Regions from separate parts of the Mus musculus genome. Here regions 1 and 2 are each linked to region 3. Evidence: chromatin contacts called from public HiChIP or PLAC-seq and Micro-C data. All regions are on one chromosome and are shown on one strand. Each heading gives the region's core, a stretch centred on a gene start, on an enhancer-like site or on the middle of the called end of the contact. The rest is flanking DNA. Distances are from core to core; before and after follow the strand shown. Region 1 overlaps Cdc5l (cell division cycle 5-like (S. pombe)). Region 2 has its middle 16 kb from the start of Gm41582. Region 3 has its middle 62 kb from the start of Runx2os3.

Evidence for each region. Hi-C and Micro-C count contacts between places; a contact is called where the count stands out from the background. HiChIP or PLAC-seq counts read pairs in DNA pulled down with a chosen protein or histone mark.
Region 1: an H3K27ac HiChIP or PLAC-seq map of embryonic fibroblasts shows a contact between it and region 3, with 17 times the contacts expected there. The contact joins two enhancer-like sites.
Region 2: a Micro-C map of muscle stem cells shows a contact between it and region 3, with 7 times the contacts expected there. The contact joins two enhancer-like sites. A contact is called at or near these places in 1 of 15 datasets of contacts at CTCF or cohesin (large pre-B cells) and 3 of 484 Hi-C or Micro-C datasets (bone marrow-derived macrophages and muscle stem cells).

Annotation. Positions count from the first base shown.
Region 1 is chr17:45,398,052-45,402,978 of GRCm38.p6, reverse strand. All of the region lies in intron 14 of Cdc5l (cell division cycle 5-like (S. pombe)), which reads left to right. Among named protein-coding and RNA genes, the nearest start is that of Cdc5l, 33 kb to the left of the region's middle. Within about 2 kb of position 1,643, at least 49 of the 459 cell types and tissues checked have an H3K27ac peak or open chromatin away from gene starts, as enhancers often do. A contact at or near this core is called in embryonic fibroblasts, where this site is marked.
Region 2 is chr17:45,244,627-45,249,280 of GRCm38.p6, reverse strand. No RefSeq gene overlaps it. Among named protein-coding and RNA genes, the nearest start is that of Gm41582, 16 kb to the left of the region's middle. Within about 2 kb of position 1,355, at least 17 of the 459 cell types and tissues checked have an H3K27ac peak or open chromatin away from gene starts, as enhancers often do. A contact at or near this core is called in muscle stem cells, where this site is marked.
Region 3 is chr17:44,497,496-44,502,049 of GRCm38.p6, reverse strand. It overlaps a transcript of Runx2 not described here. Among named protein-coding and RNA genes, the nearest start is that of Runx2os3, 62 kb to the left of the region's middle. Within about 2 kb of position 1,434, at least 68 of the 459 cell types and tissues checked have an H3K27ac peak or open chromatin away from gene starts, as enhancers often do. A contact at or near this core is called in embryonic fibroblasts and muscle stem cells, where this site is marked.

The DNA of each region.
Region 1 (4,927 bases), core at 394-2,893, 900 kb before region 3:
GCCCTGAGAATTCTGAAGGGAATAGCACAGCGAGCCTCCGCTGTTCTGTTCTGTTCTGTTGGAGAGGTACTTGGGTTGTTGTGAGCAGTCATTAAAAACATGTGGTTCTCTTTGTTCACTTCATACCAGGACTGAAGTCTTCTGTTGAACTGTTTTTGTTGAGGGATTGCTGATGTTGGAAGAATATTCATAAAACAGTCTAAAGTACTTTTTTTTCTCTTTTTGACTCTTGGGTAACTTGGCTTATTGTTAACCCAGCTAGTTAATTTTAAGGAATATTTAATCAAATCTTTCAATTAGTAAACTCTTATTCCAAAAGAACGTTTATTAAGTCTTCAGGAAGAAGAGAAGCAATTCAGAGATCCAAATAAACAAAGCTTCCATTTAGTGTGTATCCATCCATAAATCACAGCTAGATTTCTCAGAGCTCCTGAAGACAACAGTTTACTGGTTTGAAATATATAAATACTTTATTTCAACTGTGTGGTGATTCTTTCATCATCTCAGTTGATTGCTAAATTATAAACATCATTCAGAGTTCACTGTGAGGAGGAACTGTAGTTAGATGGTGTAGCTAACTGCTAATCCTCTACTTGAGGCTCAGGAAGGTGGGCTTTCTGGGCAAGCACAGTGCACCATGGCTGCCAGTGTTTGACCTTTGCTGCCATGAACTTTGGAATAGTGAATCCAAATTGTGGCTCCATCTCAAGCCCATCAGGCAAGAAAACACGCAGAGTTGTCATGGCTGGTGTTTCCTAAGCATACTTAAAAATATCCTCTGGAGTTTATACTGTGGGTCATTTTTTTTTTTTTGAGCCACCACTTATGTTTAATATTTGTAACTTGGCACTTAAAAAAAAATGTTCTTAAGATTCTTAAAACTGGGACTCAGTAGTTACAAGCACCAGCTGCTCTTATAGAGGACCCAGGTTCAAGTTCCAGCACCTACATGGCAGCTCACAACTGTCTGTATATAACTCCATTTTTAGGGGCTTAATATCCTCACACAGACTTACATGCAGGCAAAACACAGTGCTCATAAAAATAACAGTAAATAAATAAATCATTAAAAAAGAGATACTTAAGACTAATAGAACCATTTCTTTGATGCAGCACATGGTTGGATGTGCTTCTGAGCCTGTTAAGCATTGTAGTCACAGATCAGAAGTAAGTGGGAACCAGTCTGCATTGTAACTGAATTCGGGGATTCTATTTTGCAATGGAGGCAGAATTAACTGGAACCTTGTCAGACATTTGTTTGTAAAGGGGCAAGCAGAAATAAGAGCTCAGGAAAGTTGTGCAAGTACAGCGTACAGAGGCATTTTAACATGCAGCAGAAAGTCCCAGCCTTGGAGTAACTTCTGGGGCTGTTATGAGCTCCTGTGGGAGGTTAGAGCTTTTATTGTTTCTAGTATTTCTCCCAGAGTAACAGAGAGGCTCAATTTCTGTTCCCTGCCATGACTCTAAGAAAATGAGGGATGGCTGTAATTCATTGTAGAAAAACTTTCACCAAATTGTTAAAGATAAAGTGCTTTCCCCTTACTTACTCACACATTTAGGGAACACTGCTAGATAACTGCTGTGTTCCAGACACTGCTCTAGCCTGGACACATGACAGGGAACAAGACTGACATGTGCTTCGCTCTTGTGGACTTGGGTTCTCTGGAAGCATTAGCGGAGGGCCTCATTTTCGGATGATGCTAGCATTAGTCATTTCTGTGTTTGGGAAGTGCAGAGAGAATTTGAAGTGTTCTAAGTTGTTTCCACTTTGAGTGGAAATAGGAAATCATCTGAAGACATAATTAGTTTGAGTGAAGCAGTTTCCATTAGGAGCACAAGTGAAATAAAAAGCCAGAATTTAGGCCCTGCCATTAAGTTTAATAATATTTGAAATTGTAACTACACTGCTGTGTTGAGGAAGCATGACTAGAAAGTGGGTTTTGTCATGTTAGCTATAAAAATGGAAAGGCTGTCCTCAGAGGTAGAAACCAGGCCCAGTGGGGACACTGTTCTCCATATGTTACTTGCACAGTCAATATAGTCAAGAAATATTATGTAATGTTGACTTCTTGCAAACAAGTGGCTTACAGAACAGAGGTAGCAATTTAAAGGCCTTCTTGGTATATTTCTTAAAGCTCTGCCAAGGACCCTGACTTTGTGAGAGTTACATTATAGCATAATTGGCTGTACTGCAGATCCCATTTTTCAGTGCTTTTCATTATAGAGGCAGATATTTTAACACAGGAAAAGATGCACTTGTTACTCCACAGTGAAAACTTAGGCTAAGGATTAAGTTGGTCGGCATTGCTGGCTAGAGAAGTCTGTGCTGGAAATACGTCTATAGCTGTCCATCTGTTTTCCTGAGGCTGGGATGGCTGGAATAGGTGGCACGGGGTACATAGGAGGACTCTTTAGTCCTTGATAATTCTCTTTCCCCAGTTCTGCTGTCTGTCATCTGTCATGCCTCTTCAGGCTCCTGGCAGATTTCTTAGTTGTCTCCAGCAAGAACTCAGATAGGAGCTGACACTGGGGTCAGAGATCGAGCAGCACAGCCGTGTTGCTCAGTCCTCCTCTGCATGAGTTGAATTTGTGTTTTATCTCCTAGTCTGAGGATGCAACTTGCTCTGTGGTGCTGTCAGGTGCCTGGCTGCCTTGCTTGTTATCTAATGCTTACTAAGTCTCATAGATCACTTGAACCTGCATCTTATCAGTAGAGGGAAGGGTCATGAGAAAAACTTGATGCGAATAAGGAGTGCGGAGTGCGGTGATGGAAGGCGAGGTACTGGTGACCGGTCTGAGCGTGTTGTGGTGATTGAACTCCATCTTGCTTTGACAGGATCCTGTAGCTGAGTGATGGACTGGCAGTGAGCTGCCGTCTGCTGTGTGTTTATTTTGGGTGTCCCTAAACCTCTTTTTATATAAGGTTATATTCTGGCCCTTAAGCAAGTTTCAGTGAGGGATGCTCTGAATGTTTCTGAACCTCACTGGAATGGGCTTAAACTGTAGACAGTATAGGAGACCCAAGGAGAATGTGTTTATTTTGGAATTACTTAAGCTTAGTAACCTTAACAAACGCAGTGAGCTTGAAAGTAACAATTAGACTTTTATAAGCCCCATACAGCTCCCTTTGTAATGACCCGAGGAAACACTTACGGGTCCGCTGATTCATCTCCTGGGGACCATCAGTTTTCCACTGGTCTCTGGCCAGTCTGTTTTAGACAGTTTCTCTTCTATGCACTTAAAAATAACATTTCTAGACGTTTTTCTAAAAATAATACCTGTGCTTTGTAGAAAATGTAAGAAAAATAGAGAAACTGCAGAAGAAAAGAAGCTTACTGTTCATAAGCCGCCTCTGTAGATACAGTCACCCCAGTACACGTGTGGGCACACATATACTTTTAAATTTTTTCATTTAATTTTATGGTGTGTGTGTGTGTGCTACCTGATTTTATATATAAGCGTGTCATGTATGTGTCTAGTAGACATGGAGGGTATTAGATCTCCTGGAGCTGGAGTTACAGATGATCGTGAGCCTCCATGTGGATTCTAGGAATGTAACCCAGGTCCTCTAGGAAGCAGAGAAAGTGCTCTTAATCACTGAGCCATCCTTCCAGCCCTCTTTTTGTTTTTTCTTTGTTTTTAAAAAACTGCTTATTTAATTTGTTGGTGAGTGCTAGTGTGAATGTGTCAGAGGAGGGGGTTGGAGCCCCTGGAACTGGAGGGACAGATGGCTGTGAGCTGCCCTGTGGGTGCTGGGATCCAAACCCAGGTCCTCTGCAAAAGCAGTAAACATCTCTCCATCCACACTCTGAACCTTTCAGTGTGTAAGCTCACTGCATAAAGAAAGGAAAGTTTTAAAACTGAACTGAAATGATTTTGAACCATGTTTTCCATCTAATAGCATAATAGTGTAAATAGTAGTATTAAGAAAAAAAGAACATTTACTTCCACTTAAACTCTACAGGAAAGTGTAGCTTGTAAAATCTCTGAAGTACCAGTCTTGTTTATGTGTGCTACTGCTTGCAAGGTTGTGAAATGCCACCTTTGAATCTTGTGAACCGTCTCCGCTGTGTATTTCTATACTTTTATAGCTTCTTTAGAATAAACAATTAGAAACCTTAAAAAAAAAAAAAGATTTATTTATTTATTTTACGTATATGAGTAAACTGTCATTGTCTTCAGACACACCAGAAGAGGGCATCAGATCCCATCACAGATGGTTGTGAGCCTCCATGTAGTGGCTGGGAATTGAACTCAGGACCTCTGAAACAGCAGCCAGCACTCTTAACCTCTCCCTAGCCTCACAATTAAAAACCTTTTTTAAAAAAAATATTTATTTATTTATTTATTATATGTAAGTACACTATAGCGGTCTTCAGACACTCCAGAAGTGGGCATCAGATATCATTACAGATGGTTGTGAGCCACCATGTGGTTGCTGGGATTGAACTCAGGACCTTTGGAAGAGCAGTCAGCGCTCTTAACCGCTGAGCCATCTCTCCAGCCCACAATTAAAAATCTTAATAGCTTCATTCAAGCTTTGAAATTCTTGTTATGTGGAGACATACAAGTTAATGTTTTGATTTTGTGTCTATTTTGTTTGTTTTTTAAGGGAGTTGTCTGGTGGCATCAAGCCACTCACTTCCCCTGTTCCTTTCCTTTCAGCCCAGGGAGGACATTGCTTATTCTCATTGTGCTCCAGTCCAGGCTGCTTCCATGGGTGAGGATGCCAAGGAAGCAGGCTGACTGAAGGCTAGCCTGTTGTTCAGAGTTCACCTTGTCTTGGTGGCGTGGTTCTGGGAATTGAGTAAACCTAGAGCCCTATGCATGCTAGGCAGGCGCTCTGCCTCATAAATACATCTGCAACTTGCTTTTTATTTTTTGAGACATGGTCTCACTGGGTTACCCAGGCTGACTTTAGACTCAA
Region 2 (4,654 bases), core at 106-2,605, 750 kb before region 3:
CCGCTGAGTGTTTTCCCTGCGGTTGCTGCTATTGCTGCTACTGTAGCTGCTGCTGCTGCTGCTGCTGCTGCTCCTCCTCCTCCTCCTCCTCTTCCTCCTCCTTTTCCTCCTCTTCCTCCTCCTCTTCCTCCTCTTCCTCCTCTTCCTCCTCTTCCTCCTCCTCTTCCTCCTCTTCCTCCTCTTCCTCCTCTTCCTCCTCCTCTTCCTCCTCTTCCTCTTCCTCCTCTTCCTCCTCCTCTTGCTCCTCTTCCTCCTCCTCTTCCTCCTCCTCCTCCTCTTCCTCCCCCTCCTCCTCTTCCTCTTGCCCCTCCTCATCTTCCTCCTCCACTCCCTTCACCATCTCCATCTCCTTTTAAGACAATATCTTACTATGTAGCCTAGGCAGGCTTGAACTTAAAATTCTTTTGCTTCAGCTTCCCTATTTGGGGATAGAGATGTGCCTAGGTTGATCTCTCTCTCTCTCTCTCTCTCTGTGTGTGTGTGTGTGTGTGCCACAGCATGCAAGTCGAGGTCAGAGGACAACTTGGAGAAGTTGGCTGTCTCCAACTACGTGGGTTCTGGAGATCAAACTTGGGTCAATCGGTGGTGGCAACTGTCTTTACTACTGAGCCATTTTGCTGGCCCCCGGAGGTACTCTTAACCAGAACTCCTTTTCTGTTTTCATGTGCATGTGTCGTGTGTATATGTGTGTGTGTGTGTGTGTGCATAGTTCTGCATGTGTTGGGGTGCACATGTGTGTGCGCATACACAGAGCCCTGAGGTTAATGACAGAGATCATGTTTGTTCTTTCCATCTTATTCCTTGGAGTAGGGTCTCTCTCCATCAATCCCAGAGCCCAAGGACATGGCTAGTCTTGCCCTAGTTTTGGGGTATCTCCTGTGTTCCCTTTCCAAGGCTTTAGTTACTCATGTAGGCTTCTGAAAATCTGAATCAGATTCTCATGGTTACAAGAGAAGACCTTAGCCACTGAGATGTCTCCCTAGACTCTTAATCAGAAGTTATTTTAATGCACCAAGTTCTGGGGATGATACATACATAGGCTTGGGGCAACTGTCAGTCCCTTTGGATAGATTGTGGGTGCTGGAGTTTTCAGGGCATGGTGGGAAAGGGAGCCCAGATTATTAGCTGTGTCTGCCGTGGGCACAGAATAGCAAAAAGTGGTGAGCAGGGGGCCATAGATTTGCAGGGCTTGAGTGTATCCAACTGCTTCATCTTACAGTAGAGGAGACTAGGTGCAGAGAGGGGAAGTGACTTGATCCAAGGAAAATCAATTTCCTACCAGGACTTCCCGCCCGGGGCGATGAGCTAACACGTTGGCACCCGTCACCACGGCAGTGTGGAGCATGGGCTCCTTAAGACCGTCTTCCGCTTCCCTTTGAGGTGGTGGATTTTGACATGGGAAGACATTAAAGGGGAGGCGTGACTCAGACCTTCTGAAGCCACTAAAGAGCATATTAAGCCATCGGCAGCTTTTTCTGATTTTTGGTTTTCTTGCAGTAGTTCAACATTTCCCCCCCACCTTTTAATGTAAACACATTTTCCCTCTTTGGAGAGAGCCAAGTCCCCAGTGTATCCGTTAAAGCAGGGGTTTTTTTTTTCCTTCTCCTTCTTTTGACTTCACAACTGAAAGAGTAGAGGCAAGCAACTGAATGTCATAAGGATTCGTGCTGCCGCTTCTGAGATCAGTCCCCGGGGGTTTTAGCTGGGGCTCTGCCCTCATCATCCTTGGAAGTTGGCCACGCCCTGTCACTTTGCTTAGAGTCTTCCAGGGCTTGACTTCATTCTGAATTATTCTCCGGTCAGTTATTTAAACGTCTGTAGCGCCCAGAAGACAGCCAGCTTCTCTGGGCAGGGACCATGACTTATTCATGGTGACCTTGAACTCTGCCCATTCACGGGCGCTTGAGTTCACATATGCCTGCATGCCAAAGCCATTTGCGGTGTGCCTCCCCCCACCATGCCAGAACACATTACACGAGAGGACTTCCCGAGCCAGATGGGCCACACAGATAACGTGTGTAATGGAAATTCTCACGGAGCCATGACTCAGCCTGCTTAGCCCAATGGGACTTTTCTTTGTACGGCTTGCGGTTATTAGGGTGACAAATGGCTACCGATGCAGGGTTCCCGAGATGAGATGGGGATGCTGGAGAGAGACGTCACCAGGTTTAACACTGTGTACTTTCTTTTACTTTTTTACATTTTTAAATGCAAAACATTACAAATATCTATGCAAACAGGAATTCTAAGAGAATTCTAAGAGCACCATCTAGTCCCAATATCTTTTCATGACTGTTCTTATTTTTAAAGCATCTATTTATTTGAAAGAGAGAGAGAGAGAGAGAGAGAGAGAGAGAGAGCGTGAGTGAGCGTATGTGGAGGTCAGAGGTCACCTCTGCTGGCATCACTTTGTCTCCCTTGCTGTTTCTGTTACTTTGCTGTGTCTGTGAACCCTTCAGGAGATTCTTTCCCACCTGCCCACAGGAATGCTGGGATTACAGGTGTGTGCTGTCCGGCATTTTGCTTGGGTTCCTGGCATGGAGCATAGCAGCCAGGTTTTCAGGGCAGATGCCTTTCCTTGGGAGCGGTCTTTCCAGCCCAAGGCCACCCCTAATTTTCATCCCACTCTCTGTCCCTGGCTTGGAGGGTTTGGAAGCAAAGCCTGGATGTCACCCCATGTTATCATCCATATGTGGATATATGATTGATAGTTCAGAAAGATGATGTCACCCCACGTCATCATATATGTGGATATATGATAATTCAGAAAGACGGGGAGCGTTAAGAAGATATATATAGGTCCTTGCGCTTTTAAAACTTCATAATCTTTTGCTTGCTCAAGACAGGGCTTTGTGTGGCCCAGGACATTCTCAAAGTCACTCTGGAGCCAAAGATGAAATCCTTCTGCTTCCTCTTCTCAGATGCTGAGATTTTAGGGGTGTGCCACCATGGCTAGCTTTATGGAATGCTGGGGATTGAACCCATGGCTTCATGCATGCTAAACCAACACTCCATCAACTAGGTTACACACTCAGCTCCAGGGATTCTTAAGTAGGGACAGTTTTACTCACAAGGGGGTTGTTGTCACACTGGGAGGAGGTAGCTAACACAGGCCAGATATCCTGTTATAAACATACTAGTATGCTCAGAACAGCCTCTCCAAGCCCAGCCGATAAGACTAGAAAGTCAGAGTGTGCCAGGGTCTGTAGAGAAGAAGGTCCGCTAGAGGTTTTACATGATTAGTGTGGGACAGTGACTTTGCTGGGTCCTGTGGAGCTGTCTAGCCCAGCAGTGCTCCCCTTTCAAACCCTCTCCTCTGAACTTAGCCAGTCAGGACTTGGGGGTTGGATGACTCTTGCTTCCCCAGCATGGATCCTGGGTATCTCCCAGCCACAGGCATTTTCCTCAGGGGAGCATCCACTGCCTTCAGCTGGTGCTGCTGTTGAAGGGCTCACGGGCAAGCTATGCCCAGAGGAAAGAACGTACCACAGGACCTCACAACGCTGGCCTCTCTGCATGGCCTTTGTACATATCTACTAGGCACCTAGTGTTTAAGCAAAATTTCCATTATTTTGGTACTTTTAATTGGACACCAAGATGCTTGACATTCCCACAGACACAAGCTCTCAAAGCTTACGTGAAAGCGATGAAATGACCCTTTGAAACGATCAGAAACTCTGGAATTTGAATGTGGTCCACTCACTTAGCTCCTGGTGTCTACCTGGGGTACTTAGTGCACTCCTCACATAGCACCTCGGGTCCACTTTCCCTGGGCCCAATGATTGATGACAAAGCCACAGAGACAAAAGTAGGGGGCGAGACTCCTGCATGTCCAAGAAAGCAGTCCAGAGTTCTGAACCTTGGCTCTTAAGGCAGGGAGCCCTTCACCCAAAGGCCTGTTGAAAGTAATATGAGCAAAAGGGGCCTCTGGAGATGATACCCTCAGACCTGGCAGCTCCTGGGGTTGTCACTACCTACCATCCTTGTGATCATTGGTGGGGACACTGCCTATGCCATCGGGAGCTGGGAAAGGGGAAATGGCGTGGCGGTGACAGAGACCTGTCTGCCATCGCTTTTGCTCTCTGTACTAAAGGAACCGGGTGGGGTGAACAGGGGAACAGATAAGCCCAGCCTTACAAGGCTAATGTGAGCCAACAGGAAGGATTTATGGGGTGACGCTACTTCCATGAATGAGGGCACACAGTGCAGGTGGAGCTAATGCAGTCTGGGAAAGCTTCCAGGAGGAGCCCACAGCTGGCTGGAGCCCAAGAGGAACCGAAAGGAGCCAAGTAGACTGGGGACCCAGGACACGGCTGTCCTGACCTGCCAGGGCACAGCCGGGAAGCCGTGGGAAGCTGTGGGAAGGGTATACAGGTGGGAGGGGAGGGGGGCTGTGTTAGGAGAGAGTGCTCTCAACAACCATTCCCTGAGCTACAGGAAGCCCTGAAGACTGAGCAGGAGACAGGCATAATCAGATTTGCATTTTGAAAAGGTTATTCTGGCCAAAAGTGTCAGGAGGGGGTCACGGAGAGGCGTAAAGTGAGACTTGTTTCGAGGTTGGCAGAGACTCAGACAAGCCTGAAGTAGGGCAGACAACAAGCAAAGGAAAGGGGCCACAGGTTTTGCCACATCCCAGAAGGGCCAAGGCAGCTCT
Region 3 (4,554 bases), core at 185-2,684:
ACGCTGGGTACATTGATATCACAACGCAGCCTCCACCACCATCTCTCTCCAGAACTTTCATATCGCCCCAGCTGAAGTTCTGCACTCAGTAAACACATCTCTCCACTCTCTAGCACTAGGCCATTTGCGTGACCCTTTCTGTCTCTGTGCATTTGTCTAGCCTGGGAACTTCATCTAAGGAAGCCAGATGGTGTCTGTGTACTAACTGACCATGCTGTAGAGGGTATCTGGTTTTCTTCCTTTTTAGGGCAGAATAGTATTCCTTTGTATGTGGACATCTCTCCTTCTGTACCACAGTGGGCCTGGTTATGGTCCCTTTGCCCATTGTGGATAATGTTGCTGATACCCTACATGCACAGACTCCTTTTACTTCTGTGTCTCCTTCCTTGAAGGAACCCCAAGGAAATGTCCTTTAAGCTACACCCAGGCTGTGTGGTTGCCTCCCCCCCCCCCCCCCCGCTGCTGCTACCCCTTTGTAGCATTAACTTCCCTTCATTAACTCAGTGGCTGACCAGGACACTGACTCCTTAGCCTAAGAGACTGATAGGCTGGGTAGCTTACACAGACATCCACGCTGACGATGCTCTGGGTGTGACACTGTGGCAACATCACCAGGGATGGAGACCATGGATTTCCCACATGCTCAGCCTTTGCCCTTTGACCCCTTCTGCAGTGGAGCTCAGTGCATACAGCAATGGGCAGTGCTGAGGGGAAAAGTAGAGGATCTGGTACCTGTGGTCCAGTCACCTCTGTGAAGGCCTGGCTCCATGGGCTGTAGCACAGGCTTTGCCTCTGTGGCCTCAGCTAGCCCATCCCATCTGAAGCTGCTCATTATGCTGCTTCTCGGAGGCAGTTTGTTAAACAACATTTGAATTGAAATGAAGGGGATACAGATTGGAATTCAAGTATACACACGTGTACACACACACACACACACACACACACACACACACACAATGTACCCTTCACAATTTTTTTTCTGCACTATCTCATGCCTCCGAATTGTCTGTCCTGTCCACAGCAGAGTAGCCTTTCTAGAATAAGCTACCTGCTCTGGGTCAGGGCGCACGGTGCCTCACTTAGCTAGGTCTCAGTTTCCTCAGTAGTATAAAATTAATGGCAGAAGCCATGCCAAGTTGGCCACAAAGATTGGTGGAGCGAATGCATGATTTTGTACTTAGTAAGAAGTCACTGAACATAGGCTATTACTATCAATGTGGCCCGTGTGATCTTGGGTACTCTAGCCTGTCTCATGCCTGCTTCAGAGCTCTTCTATCCTCTCCTAATGAGGTATCCCTGCTCTGCTCTCCCGCTGAGCCGTGCTCCTGGGAGATGTCTGCTGAGAACTCGGGATGAAACTGAGTCAGAGGTCTGTATAGACTTGACTCACCAGGTCTTCAAACCAGAAGATCACCCTGTGGGGCTCATGACATTCCTGGAAAATAAAAGAAGTGAATATTATTGGGCTGAGTTCATCAGACACTTGTTCAGCCCTCCCTTTAGTGTCGGCTGTTCCGAAGGGAGCGGGCAGCCAGCCAGCCAGCCAAGCCTGAGCCATCAAAGGCCGGAGGCCCAGACGCAGTACTGAGAGTCTCTGTGCCTTCAGACACCTCACCCTCTTCCCACAGACCTGCTCTCCTGCAGGCCCCGGGGCTAGAGAGTTTCCCCAGCCCTCCAGGCTCCTGGGGAAGTGTTTCCAAGGGCTGCCTCTACTGAGGTGTGTCACAACTGAGCCTTGCTGGAGGCCTGGGTGTAGCTGGGAAAAGGCCACCCAGACTCCAGAGAACTAGAAAGGAAAAGTTCCCAGTTCTGAGCCTTGAACTAAGGCCATTTCTCGCCTCCTTCCTTCTCAAACCATTATTTCCCATATCCTGACCCAACAATTGGGACTTGTCCTTTTTATAACCCAACTCTCTCTCTCTCTCTCTCTCTCTCTCTCTCTCTCTCTCTCTCTCTCTCTCCCTCCCTCCCTCTCTCTCTCTCTCTTGTGTGTGTGTGTGTGTGTGAGAGAGAGAGAGAGAGAGAGAGAGAGTCAGAAAGAGAGATAGAGAGAGAGAGGGAGAGAGAGGGAGAGAGAGAGTCAGAGAGAGAAAGAGAGGGAGAGAGAGAGAACACATTCTAAGAGTTCTCAAGGCAATTTTCTGCTTTCACCTCATGGTCAAAGCAGACTGCAAATGGCAGGACCCCAGGAAGACGGATGGAACACAACACCTCTACTTTAGTCCGCTTATGCCCGATTGACTTGGCTACAACCAGCTCTCTGTGAGGGAGACTGGAAATGTGAGCTTTCCTCAGAATGGATGTCTTAGTTACTTATTTTTTTTTATCCCTGTAACATAGCACCAGAGAAAAGCAACTTAAAAAAGGAAAGATTGCTCTTGGCTCAAGGTTTACAGGGATACAGTCTATGGACCTTGATGTTGGGAAGGCGTTGTTGCAGTAGTGTGAGGCCACTGATCACATTGCACCCACTCTGGAAGCAGAGAAAAGCAATTCAGCTGCTCCACTCCTTTTTCATTCAGTCGAGCACCCAGCCAATGGGACAGTGCCACCCATAGTCAAAGAGCATCTCTCTCTCTCTCTCTCTTCAGTTCAGTCTAGGAGGAAACAGCCTCACAGACATACCCAGTGGTGGGCCAGATCTTAGGTGATTCAAAATCTGCTCAAGGTGACAGTGAATACTCACCATCACATGATCACCGATCAGTTAAAATGGAGGAGGGAGGAGAAAATACTGGTAACAGCTGACGGTTCATTCCATTCTCTACATTGCTCTCCTGAGCCTCATGCCACCCAGAACTCCTTCTTCTCAAACTTGCTAGACAGTCAAGGATGAATGTGAACCTCTGATCCTCCTGAGAGCTAGAATTCTATGTAGGCACCACTATATTCGTTTATGTGATGCTCAGAATTGAACCTGGGGCTTCAAGTAAATGCCCCCCCGCCCCCCCCCACCCCCGCCCAGACTTGCCTGGAGGCCAATCTGATAGAAGCAATTCCTCACTTAGGTTCTCTCTTCCCAGGTGACTGCAGCTTGTGTCAAGTTGACAAACAAACAAACAAACAAACAAAACATAACTGGAACTGAAGTCAATTAGAGTAGAATTACATACAAATGGCTGGGGCAGGGCACAGTGGGAAGTGGCCACAATCTCAGGTAGGGCCCAGTGATTCCATCCATGTCTACCCCCTCCTGTGAGGGAGCACCAGCAGCCAAGAGGTTCCATCTCAGCGGCATCTTGCAACAGCCAAAGCTGCTTTCATGGTGGTAGCTGTTTAGTTCAGGGTCTGAGATGCCAGTCTTGACCAACTTAATCCTAATTTGTATTTTAACAGAGGAATGCCACAGACAGCATTAAGTTTGAAACCACTTCTCTAGAACATTCTGAATGGTATATTTAGTTTCCTCAGAGGTATCTGGTCTGCCACAGGATTAGAAATATAAAGCTAACATCTTTCTCAAGGAAGTTGGTGTAAACAGTTTGCAAAGCTCTTTCATCATTCCAACTCAAGGGCAATTATGGGCCAGACACACATGTGATTCTTGCTTTGTACAAGGCAATCTTAGAAGCCTAGGGGAAATTGAGGTGGGTTTGAGGAGATGCAGTTCAAGTCCAAAGCAGAAAGTGTCCAGGATATTTCCCTGGAGAGACCTTCTCAGGTATGGTGGTGACTTTGCTCAAAGGTTGTCAGCTGTGGAGTGAATTCATCTCTGGTCAGACATGATTCTTAACCACACAAACTAGGTTGCTGAGCATCTGGGGCCCATGAACAATGGATGGACCTTGATGGATGCTGATGTCAGGACAGATGAGGGATACAGCCTTCACCATATTTCTGAAAAGGACTTCTCGGAGGGCCAACCCACTGTCAGACAGAGCAGTCTCTTAGGGAGAAAGGAGATCTTCCTGTGTAGTAGTGATACAAGCTGTCTTGGTCACTCTCACTAAACGACCACATAGGGACTCCAGCTACCTTTGTTGAGTTTGGGATCACCAAAGAATGGGTCAGAAGACTCTGAGGGCATAGAAAGCAGGAGCAAGTAAAATACTTGCAGGAATTGGAGGAAGGGCTTCAGACACTTGACCTCAGGGACCCTCAGGACCCCTTGTAGAGTGATCTTGGGACATTCACTCAGAGGTAGTAAATGTGTTTATTGAGGCAGCTGAGGTGTGTCATCTGTCTGGATGTGGGCCCCGTGATGGGAGGTTGGTAGCCTTGTTATCACGTCTGGTCCCTAAGAGCTGCTGGGTGCTTTCTACCCAAAGGTTCAAGGGCCCAGCAGAGGGCTCCCATAGGGCTGTGCATTTCTGTGACATACATCATTGCCACCAGCTGTAGACTGGACAGTGTATTAGTCCCAAAAGGTTATTGGAACTTCTTAGATCGATGGTGAAATGAAGCCAAGTCTCCAAGGAGGAGAAAAAGGGGCTCCCTCGAGTCCATCTTCTGTCCCAGCAAGAATTATTATGAACTCTTTCAGTGTTGTATTGAGACTCCAGTGTTGCTGGCATGTGTGTGTGTGTGTGTGTGTGTGTGTGTGTGTGTGTGTGT